Regions from separate parts of the Rattus norvegicus genome. Here region 1 is linked to region 2. A link is a contact called in public Hi-C data. All regions are on one chromosome and are shown on one strand. The core of a region is the stretch at or near the end of the contact, and the rest is flanking DNA. Distances in the headings are between cores, read along the strand shown. Region 1 overlaps Neurl1 (neuralized E3 ubiquitin protein ligase 1). Region 2 holds the start of Neurl1 (neuralized E3 ubiquitin protein ligase 1).

Region 1 (4,413 bases), core at 1,792-4,291, 74 kb after region 2:
GGCCGAGGCAGGAGGATCATGAGTTCGAGGCCAGCCTGGACTGCATGAGACTTTGTGTCCTCCAAAGTGGGGGGAAATCTGGAAAGAGCAGTTATGATCCCACAAAAGGCTGGTGAGCCCAGGCTCCCCTCGCAAGGTCTCCTGGGTATCATGCTGTGTCTGCCATAGCCTGGGCTCCCTGCAGAGAAGAGAGAACAAAGGAGAGCTGAAAAGCCAGCTCCTAACCGGGCGTCATGCCACATCACCAGGTGCAAAGTGGCCCAAAGCTGTGACCCAGAGCATACAACTGAAGGATGCCACTAGCAATAATCCTGGAGTACTTCTGTGGGGGAATGGAGCTCAGGTTAAAAGAATGGAGTCGTAGAAGAACAATTTAGTCATAAATGGGTTACACTGGCACAGCGCAGGGAACAAACCAAGAGGGGAGCCTGTCCTGAGAGGGGCATGAAGAAGAAAGGAGGCAGGCTACTTGGGGCCATGAGAGTTGTGTACAACTGGGCACATGGAAAGGGAGCTTTGGATTAAATGGCCCTGTGGTCCCTGGGCCCTGTGTATTTAATAGAAACTGTGGCTAACAGTGGAGAAGAGCCAGGCCCAACTTGAGGTGGGGAAGGTCTGGAATGTAGATCCCCAGCCAGTCTGGACATGAGGTTGGTGTGAGCAGACCTGGTGCCACATCGGAGGGCTGGAAGTGCAGGCTTACAAGGGTTCAATCCCTCCTACTCCTCTCCCCGAAGCCTGGGCAGAGACTCGTGTGGCATGGCATTGGGCCAGATTCTAAGGGGCTGCTTATCCAGGGCAGTGGTCCAGCTTTGTGGCCCTGCACAGGGAGACTCCTCAGCCTCTGGAGACGAGACCCAGGGGCTGCATTGTGTCCCAGGTGTGTTGTCTACAGCTGAAGGCTGCACTGCCATCTGCGGGGGGACTTGCTGCTTCCCTGGCTAAACCAGTGTTTATGTTCAGCCTTAGCTGCTGGGTTCAAGAGGCTAATTGTAGTTTAAGGAGCCTGTAACCGGTTTTGGGATGGGATAGACATTGGGGATGCTGTGCTGATGAGGGCCTCTCCCTCCCCCACCCTCTCTGACAATTCTCCTTCCTTTTTACTTAAAAAAGAGTAATTCAGTCCAGTGAGGCAACACACACATGTGGGAAGCTGAGGCAGGAAGTTGAAGTCATACTCAGATATATAGCCTAGAGATCCTATTTCAAATTCAGTGTTCAAATCCAGTGTTCCTTCTACCCCCACATCTTACTGTTCCTTCTTCAGAGACTCTTCCAAACATTTTCTTCTTCTCATCTCAAATCTTGTCAAGGTCTGGGCACCAAACCTTCCGCTCCTCCACCTGGACTTTCCCCCCTCCCCTGGTGTAGCATGATACATCTTCCCTTGAACACCTAGGGCATGTGCATATCTAAATGGTTTGTGTGGTGCCTTGTCCTGCTTTCTAAGGTGGCATTCATTCTCTGTACACAGGAGAAGGTGTTGTACGTGTTTTGCAGAGAGGTCTAAGGACCTCAGGTGGTAGTGTCTTGTCTGAACCAGAGGCCTAGGCAGCCTTGCCTTCCAGCTTCTCTACTTCTGAGTCCATCTGTGTTCCTTCTTAAGTCTGAATGGCCACCTCCTGGTGGTCACTAAGGACCTGTTGTGTCTGGAGCTCAAGGTAGGAAGGATGTTTGGCAGAGGAGGCTACCAGAGTTTCAGCGGTATTGGCCCAAGAAAGAGGTAAGGGGATCGCAGGGTATCTGACTCAGCAGCGAGGGCAGGTCTGACTGCTTGTGTTCGTCACAGAGTCTCAAGGGCTGCATCTGGCTCTCCTGTCCCAAAGCAGATTGCCTGGGTTGCATGGGATCATGTCCCTGGGACTGCCAAACCGGGACCGTCTGTCACCTGCAGAAAAGGCAACGCCACATTTCTACCTAGTGTGTCACTGCCTCCAGATGTAGTTCTAGGGCCCTTGGTAAGACCTGCAGGGGTGAGAGGGTCATAGTGGAACCTGAGGGGAGGGAGGAGCTGGGTCCTGTACAACTGGGGACCAGGCCCTCATTTCAGAAGAAGGAGAGCGCGTCTCCTCTCCAAATTAAGACCTGGCCCAGCTGCTTGCAAGCTGTGGGTAATTCCCAGCATCTCTTGCCTTAAACTCTGGATTCCTCGGGCGTAATTATACATGCCCCACTTAGCTCTCAGGTATCTGCAGAGGCTCACAGATACAGGGAAGTGTTTATGATGTGAGACGTGGTTTTATCTTTAGCTTAAAAAAGAATACCCAGTTTGCCTCATTTGCCATGGTCACCATCGCCGAATAGAAAACCCCATGCCAGTCTTTTAACACGAAGGGAAAACCTGGTAATGTGAGTTCCCTGGGTTAAGATCTGTGGGTCCCCAGTGGAATTCTCTGGAACCCTGTGGCTCTCCAGAACATTTCTGAGACAGTGAATGAGGAGACAGGGTCACGGTGCCTGCCTGCCAGACTTCAGCCACAATGTGTGGTAGTCCTGGAACAAAGATATCCTTGCCTTAGAAAGAAAAAAAAATGAACCATATGACGTGGGTGTCCCTGTTCACACCTAGCCATCCTAGCCATCGGAAAGCTGATGCAGGGGGATGGCTATCCAGGTCACCTGAGATACAAAATCCTGTCTCAAAAACTAAGAACACAAAACCAAGTTCAACCACCCACCAAAAGACAATGACCGAACAAAGCAACAGAAGTTTGAGAGGCCACTACATCAAATGATCTCCAGGAGCCTCTGGCTCCCTTGATTCAGCCAAAGAGTCTGACTTGGAGTGATTCTGGAGGAGTCTATGCTTCCCTTGGGGACCTCAGAAATCGTGTTTGTTTTTGCTGGGCGGCCCGTAGCTGAGTTTAAAAGGAGAGGGTGGAGGCTGGTGTGGTTTTCAGAGCACTGCCCAGAGGTCCATCTGAGCTGTGTACTTCCTCCATGGCTCCTTCCCCTGCTTGGGTCAGTCACAGACCAGCAGGCCGATGTTTATGGAGACAGTAAATGTGCTGGCAACACCTTCCAAACAGGGGCTGGCTGCTGCGCCCTGTGGTTAAAGATTACCCAGTGCTGCGGATGTGAGAATCCAAACAAACACGTCTGGGCTGGTGGTGGCCCAGCTTCAAAAGAGGCCTCCATGGCGGTGTCAAAACCCTGCCGTGGTGGGCCTATGCAGCTGGCTGTGTGTTGAAGGGCTGGGTGGGCTCTGAGGGAGAGCTGGCCCGTGGCTCTCATCGCCAGCCAACGTACCGTGGCCTGGCTCAGGTTGACCTCCATGAACTTGCCGGCAATCTTACACCTCACATGCCTGTCCCCAGCTGCCCATCCTGCTGCTGAAGCAAAGTCCTTCCCTGACCCTCTCCGAAAGAGAGGATGAGCACCTCAGTCAGAGTTGGAGAGCTTTATTCAAGGTGACATTTGTCCCAAAGGAGAGACTCCGAGGGTCCCCCTGAGGTATGTTCTACCACACAAAAGTCTAAACCAGGAAAACTTTTCTGTTTCAAGACAGGGTTTCCTGTAGCCCAGGCTGACTTCAGATTCATTATGCACTGTAGGATGAATAACCTTGAGCTTGACCTTGAACTTCTGATGCTTCTGCCCCCCACCTCTGGACTACTCGGATTACAAGTGTGAGTCACCGAGTCTGGCCAGTTAGGTTCTGGATATCAAACCCAGAACTTGCATTTTTAGGTGAGCACGCTACCGACTGAGCTATGTGCCCTGCCCAAGGAGAATTCCTTTTCTGACAGGGTTAGAGAAGAGGGGCTAGGAAGGTTTTTGAGGTGGTGAGCTTCCCGTCTCCAGGGGCATTCTAGGCAAGGCTGAGTGAGAAGCTGGCTGGGGCATACAGGTTGCCTGGTCCCACACCTCCTCACTTCCTTTGAGCTCCTATTTAATCTGAGATGCTAAGATTACTGGAGCCATGTCTAATTTGGATTCTTCCTTCTCTAAGCCTGAACTAGCTGTCTGCTGATTCCCAAGACACGGAGCCTGCCCTGTCTTCTGTCTATGGGTTCGTACAGTACACAGCCTGGCGGGGCCTGGTTATTGCTGCTCTGAGCCAGAACCATTGCCAGGCACCAGAATTGGCAGGCACCGAAAGGGCATGGTGCACAATGGCTGAGCAGCTCCTTTCAAGGTCTTGTGCCACATCTGCCTCCATCCTCACCCCTCCTGAGTGGGCAGCGTCTCTCCAGCACTGGTTATATAATGCATTGCTTCCAAATGCGGGGCCACACCGTGGCTTGTGCTTCCGGGTTACCCATGTCCTGGGAGAGTCCCAAGGAGTTCTCTTGGATTGGGGGCTAGACACGGCTGCGTCCCATCTCCCATCTCCATGTTAGCTTGCCCGGGGGCCCTTTGCCTCTGCCATGCGGTGGGTGCTCTGCGTCTCAGGTTGCAACTATTTCGGGG
Region 2 (4,807 bases), core at 56-2,555:
ATAAATGCCGCGAAGAGAATGGGACGACCCCGTGGAGAATGGCGGGGAGAGGCAGAGGTGCTTAACTGGGATGGTCAGGGAGGAGCTGTGCCTAAATACTGAGGACTGGTCCTATGGAGACTTGTAGGAAGGAACTTCCAGAAAAGGATGGATGAGATGCCTGTGTCCCACTCATGATCCAGGACTCTGGATCACAGTTGGGGAAGTCCGATTAGAGAGCAAGGGATGGCCTGAAGAAGCAGCAAGGCTGGTGAAGGTGGGATGGACGGACCGTCTTTTCCCTCGGATACACGGATACACGGGGAGAAAGAACCGCCCGAGAGCCAAGCGGGAGAATGACTTTCTGGTTCCCTCCTGCAGGTTGCAGTGCTGAGCTACACCGATGGGAAGAGTCACGTGAACAGGACTTGTACAGAATGCCCCCTTCTTCGAGGAAGCCACCTTGGTCTACCAGAGGTCATACCCCCTTTCCTGATCTCTTAGTTTTCCAGCTGACGGATTAATTCTGCTTGGAACCCGTATCTCTCCCATGGTTTGTACCTGAGCTGGGTCCCATCAGCTTGGTTCTGGTCTTGTGGTTCTCCGTTCTGGAGCATGCAAAGGCCCTAAGTCAGGGAATGGGTCTGACTGGCGTTCTGATTGGAAGTTCCAACCAGAGCGAAGGGGAGGTGACTGTGTTTCTTATCTCAAGTGTCTTGATCCATTATCCACTCACTCCTGACCATTTTAACCTGTGCCAGGCCCTGTAATCCGTGCCAGGGAGCCTCCATTAGGTCTACCTCGCCACGCCCTGGCATCGGGGCTCCCAGCGTTGTGGCGGTCCTCTTCCTCTTGTTTTCAGGTTCTATGTCCCAGGACAGGAAGACGCTCAACCTCCGAAGCCCCCATCTATTCCTGACCTCAGGTTCCGAGCGGTGCTGCCCCTAACCCCGAGTCCCGCGCGTCTTCGAGAACTTATAGCCAGCGGGAACGCGGCGCGCCCCGGGGCCCACATCTGGTAGTGCGGGCGCGCGCGTGTCACTAAGACGCTCATTCACCGGCGCAGCTGTCGCCATAACAACCGGAGCCCGGGAGTCCTGGCGACGCTAGGGCGGGGGTTGGGGGCGGCGACCTCGGGAGGGACCCGGCGGGAGCGGGGGGCGGTCCACACAGGCCGGGCGCTGCAAGCTCACCCGCGGGCGGGAGGGCGCCACGCACGTCGCCGCGGCCGTCCCCGCGGGCGGGGACCGAGCCCGTCGCCGAGCCTCCGAGCAGCCGCGCGCCGAGCCCCGACTCTATGGCCCGCGGGGAGCGCGCCGCCGCTGCGCCGCCCACCCGCAGCCGGAACCCGAGCTCCAGCACCAGGCAGAGCGCAGCGGCGCGCGCCGCGGGCCGGGGCCCAGGGGCCCGGCCGCCCCGGGCGCGGGGCATGGGAGCCCGGTAACCCGGCGGTGCGAGGACCCCCGCGGCGGGCAGGACCCGCCGAGCGAAGACCGCCAAGCCCAGGGAGAGCCAGAGACAGCGAACCGCCCGCCCCCAGCCGCAGCCCCGCCAGGGCCCTCCCCCGGCGGCGCGCACCCGCGCGCGCACACACTTGCACACCTTTCCTCCGCTTGTGCCCAGCCTCGCCTGGCCCCCGCCGGAGCACCCCAGGGGGGCCGATGCCATGGGTAACAACTTCTCCAGTGTCTCCTCTCTGCAGCGAGGAAACCCCAGCCGTGCGTCGCGGGGCCACCCCCAGAACCTCAAAGGTAAGCTTCGCCGGCCGGGGCGCAGCGGCAGGGAGGGCTACGGCGCAGGTGGAGTGGTGGGCAGAGGTGCGGTTGGGGACGACCGGCAGGTGCCACCTGTTGTGTGCATTTGGACGGCGGGAGAGGCGCTTCTGACGGTGGAGGTGGGCTGCGGTAGCAGCTGACCGGTGCTGACCGTGGAGATGAGGGAGGATGGCGGTCGGTGGGGGTCTGCGCAGGTCTCCCTATCTGCCCGGGCGACGTCACTGGAGTCCCCTCCAGTGATGCTAAGCAGTGAGGAGAGGTGGGAAAGACATTTGCGGGCTGGATAGGGCAGTGTGGAGGGAAACCTAGGTTCTCCAGATGAGCCTCCCAAGAGAGTCACCCTCGTCTGCTTTGCATCTGCCGAGGACTGGGGGAGATCCCGCTGGAAGCACTAGCTGCGTTTCCATCTCTAGAGGGTCTTAGAGATCCGGGACTAAAAGGGCAGGAGCGTGCTCCCGGGGTCTTTTGCGTTGGGTGATCTTTTGCACCGAATGAGTCGGGTTGCTATTTATTTATTTATTTTTAGTGCACCCAAAGACAAACTATCTGATCTGAACCCTAGAAAGAGGGGCAGGGAGCTTCCAAACGGATGGACCTTTATCGGGAAGGTTTGCTATCTATAGCCCACCATCCATCCAGCATCCCCTGGGGGAGGCCCTAGGCTCAGCTCTGGGCCTTCCAGCTTCCAACATGTCTCTGACCTTTGGAAGATGCTGCTCGGTTTCCTAGGCGCCTGAACCCAGCTAATTCTCTCTGGAAAGATAATTGTTTTCATCGTTATCAGAGCCAGGTTGCAGTTAGTTCTAGGGGCACAGTGATAGCTAAAAGTCCCGGGGCTTTCTAGCCAATAGCAACAACAATAAAAAAAAAAAAAAAAAGAAAAAAAGAAAAAAGAAAAAACAAACCCCGAAACATGAAACAAGAAAACTTACTTCCTCAGTCTCCAGGATATGGCTAGGGTAGTAAGAGTGACCTTTAACCCAGAGCCTTGGTGATTGCTAAGAATGTTCACAGGCACCGTTTCAGGGAGCGCAGAGGCTTCTCTGGTTAGTCAGCAGAGCAGCAGTAACCATATCCATTTTATAGATGAGGGGAACTGAGGCTTGTTCCTCGAGTTAGAAACAGTTAGGCTTCAGACCCTAGAGGCTTGGAACTCCTGTTTCTTCCTGATAGGCAGTTAGCTTCAAGATGGAGAAGGGGTGACAGACATACCCCTGCCTGTGTTCTAATCACGTCTTTCATAACTTCTTCTCCACCCTGCTCAGGAAAATCAGCGGGTCTTGGTGGATTTATGGAAATTAATATGGCGGCACACGCACAGGTCCTTTTAGAGTCGTGTTTATTGACCTTGTGATTCCTCACAGAACTGATGGGGGAGGGAAATGGAGATGCAGGTTGTACTTACAGCCATTAGGATGCTCCTGACAGTATCACTTAGACTAGGAAATCAAGCTAAATGCCTGGGAATCATGGTATTGCCTTTTGGGGGAGGATTGTATTTTCAAAGACTCTGATGACTTGGGGAAGTGCTCACAGCATAGGAACGGTGTGTAAAGCTGCGAAGACTTTGTGACCCCCCTCCCCTCTGTGATTCCCATTTTGTTAAAAGGCAAATCGAAAGGAAAAACCAGTGATCACAAATATATAAGAGTCAAGAAGGAACATTTCTTAAAGGTTCTAGGTAATGAATCATATGGGATTTTCCTCCTATTTCATTTATTTATGTTTTCTTTTTAAAAAATGTGTGCAATAAAAATAAATTATTATCTTAAAGTATATATATATTTTTTTCCTTAGGTTCATGATGTTTTATGTTGATGAGTGCTACCCCCTCCCCCTTATTTTTATATCGAGGGCCATCTGTGTAACCAGTGGGTTAGGGGCTATGAGCTGGTGTCTGCTGAGGTCACTAGTGGATGTGCCACTGATGGCAGTGACTCCCCTTTTCCCTGGATCTGTCTGTAGGAAACAGTTAAGTGGTGAGGGATGGGGCCCGAGTCCTTCCTCTGTCCTTGGCTGCCCATGGATGGGATGGGAAGACCCAGTACATTCGTCTGTAGTTGTTGAGAGTTCATGATCACAATGACCCGTATTTCCCAGGAGATGCTATTTCACAGCCCTTCCTATACTGAGCCTCTTAGAGTCTTTCTGCTCCCCCTTCCTTAATGCTCCCTAAGCCTGGATGGAGTGATCACAAATGTCTTATTCAGGGCTGAGCTGTCACCGATTCTCAGCACCCTGTGAAGCCATAGATCTCTGCCTTTAGCACAGATCACCAGAAATATTCTGATTAAGGCAGTGTGGTAACGGTCTAGGAATATAAACATATGTTTGGAAGGTAGGTCAACACTATGTCACTTTGGCAAAACAACAGGACCCCTAGATTCTGTGACCCCACCCACTATGAGCTTTAGAGGGGGTTTACAGAACCAAGTATAGATTCCCTTCTGTGGAGTGGGCCTCAGATCCAAGCATAAAGTTGGTTACTTCTATAACAGTTGTACCACTGTTGCCCAAGTGGGCTGTACCTTGCCTAGCACTTTGGTCTCATTGTTGGTAGGACTCACAGCTATGTAAAAGCACTTGTATCTTTTTTCCCTCAAAGGAGCTTATATAGCACTTCCTGTACTACAGAAGCTTGCGACTAGGGAGGAGGGTTCCAGTTCAGTTCCAGCTTGGCCTCTTTATTTCATGAAGGTGTGTGGTACCTCCAGCAATAGAATCTTAGTGTCTAGTTCTGATGGACAGCCAAGAGGGATGGCAAGAGCTTGTATTGTTTTGGGGACCTCTAAGGTTCCCCGGCCAACTCATAAGGGGTCACCCCACACCTGACACCGTTGGTGTTTGTTTTCTAACCTACAGCTTCAGGAGGAGCTTTTTGAGCAATGTGGGGGAATCTCCCTTCAAACTTAAAAAAGTTTGGTGATAAGATTATGGGTTTCTGGGCTGGAGAGATGGCTCAGAGGTTAAGAGCACTGACTGCTCTTCCAGAGGTCCTGAGTTCAAATCCCAGCAACTACGTGGTGGCTCACAACCATCTGTAATGGAATCTG

Evidence for each region. A called contact is a pair of places that touch in the nucleus more often than the background predicts.
Region 1: a Hi-C map of kidney shows a contact between it and region 2, with 3 times the contacts expected there. The contact joins the enhancer-like site here to the promoter of Neurl1 in region 2. A contact is called at or near these places in 10 of 12 Hi-C or Micro-C datasets (the A7r5 cell line, Schwann cells, frontal cortex and 5 more) and 1 of 1 datasets of contacts at active chromatin or transcription factors (oligodendrocytes).

Annotation. Positions count from the first base shown.
Region 1 is chr1:256,079,065-256,083,477 of GRCr8, forward strand. All of the region lies in intron 3 of Neurl1 (neuralized E3 ubiquitin protein ligase 1), which reads left to right. Among named protein-coding and RNA genes, the nearest start is that of Neurl1, 73 kb to the left of the region's middle. Within about 2 kb of position 3,042, at least 6 of the 93 cell types and tissues checked have an H3K27ac peak or open chromatin away from gene starts, as enhancers often do. A contact at or near this core is called in kidney and liver, where this site is marked.
Region 2 is chr1:256,006,855-256,011,661 of GRCr8, forward strand. It overlaps Neurl1 (neuralized E3 ubiquitin protein ligase 1), which reads left to right and starts at 1,306. Exons shown (of 6, transcript NM_001401624.1): 1 at 1,306-1,730. The coding sequence starts at 1,646.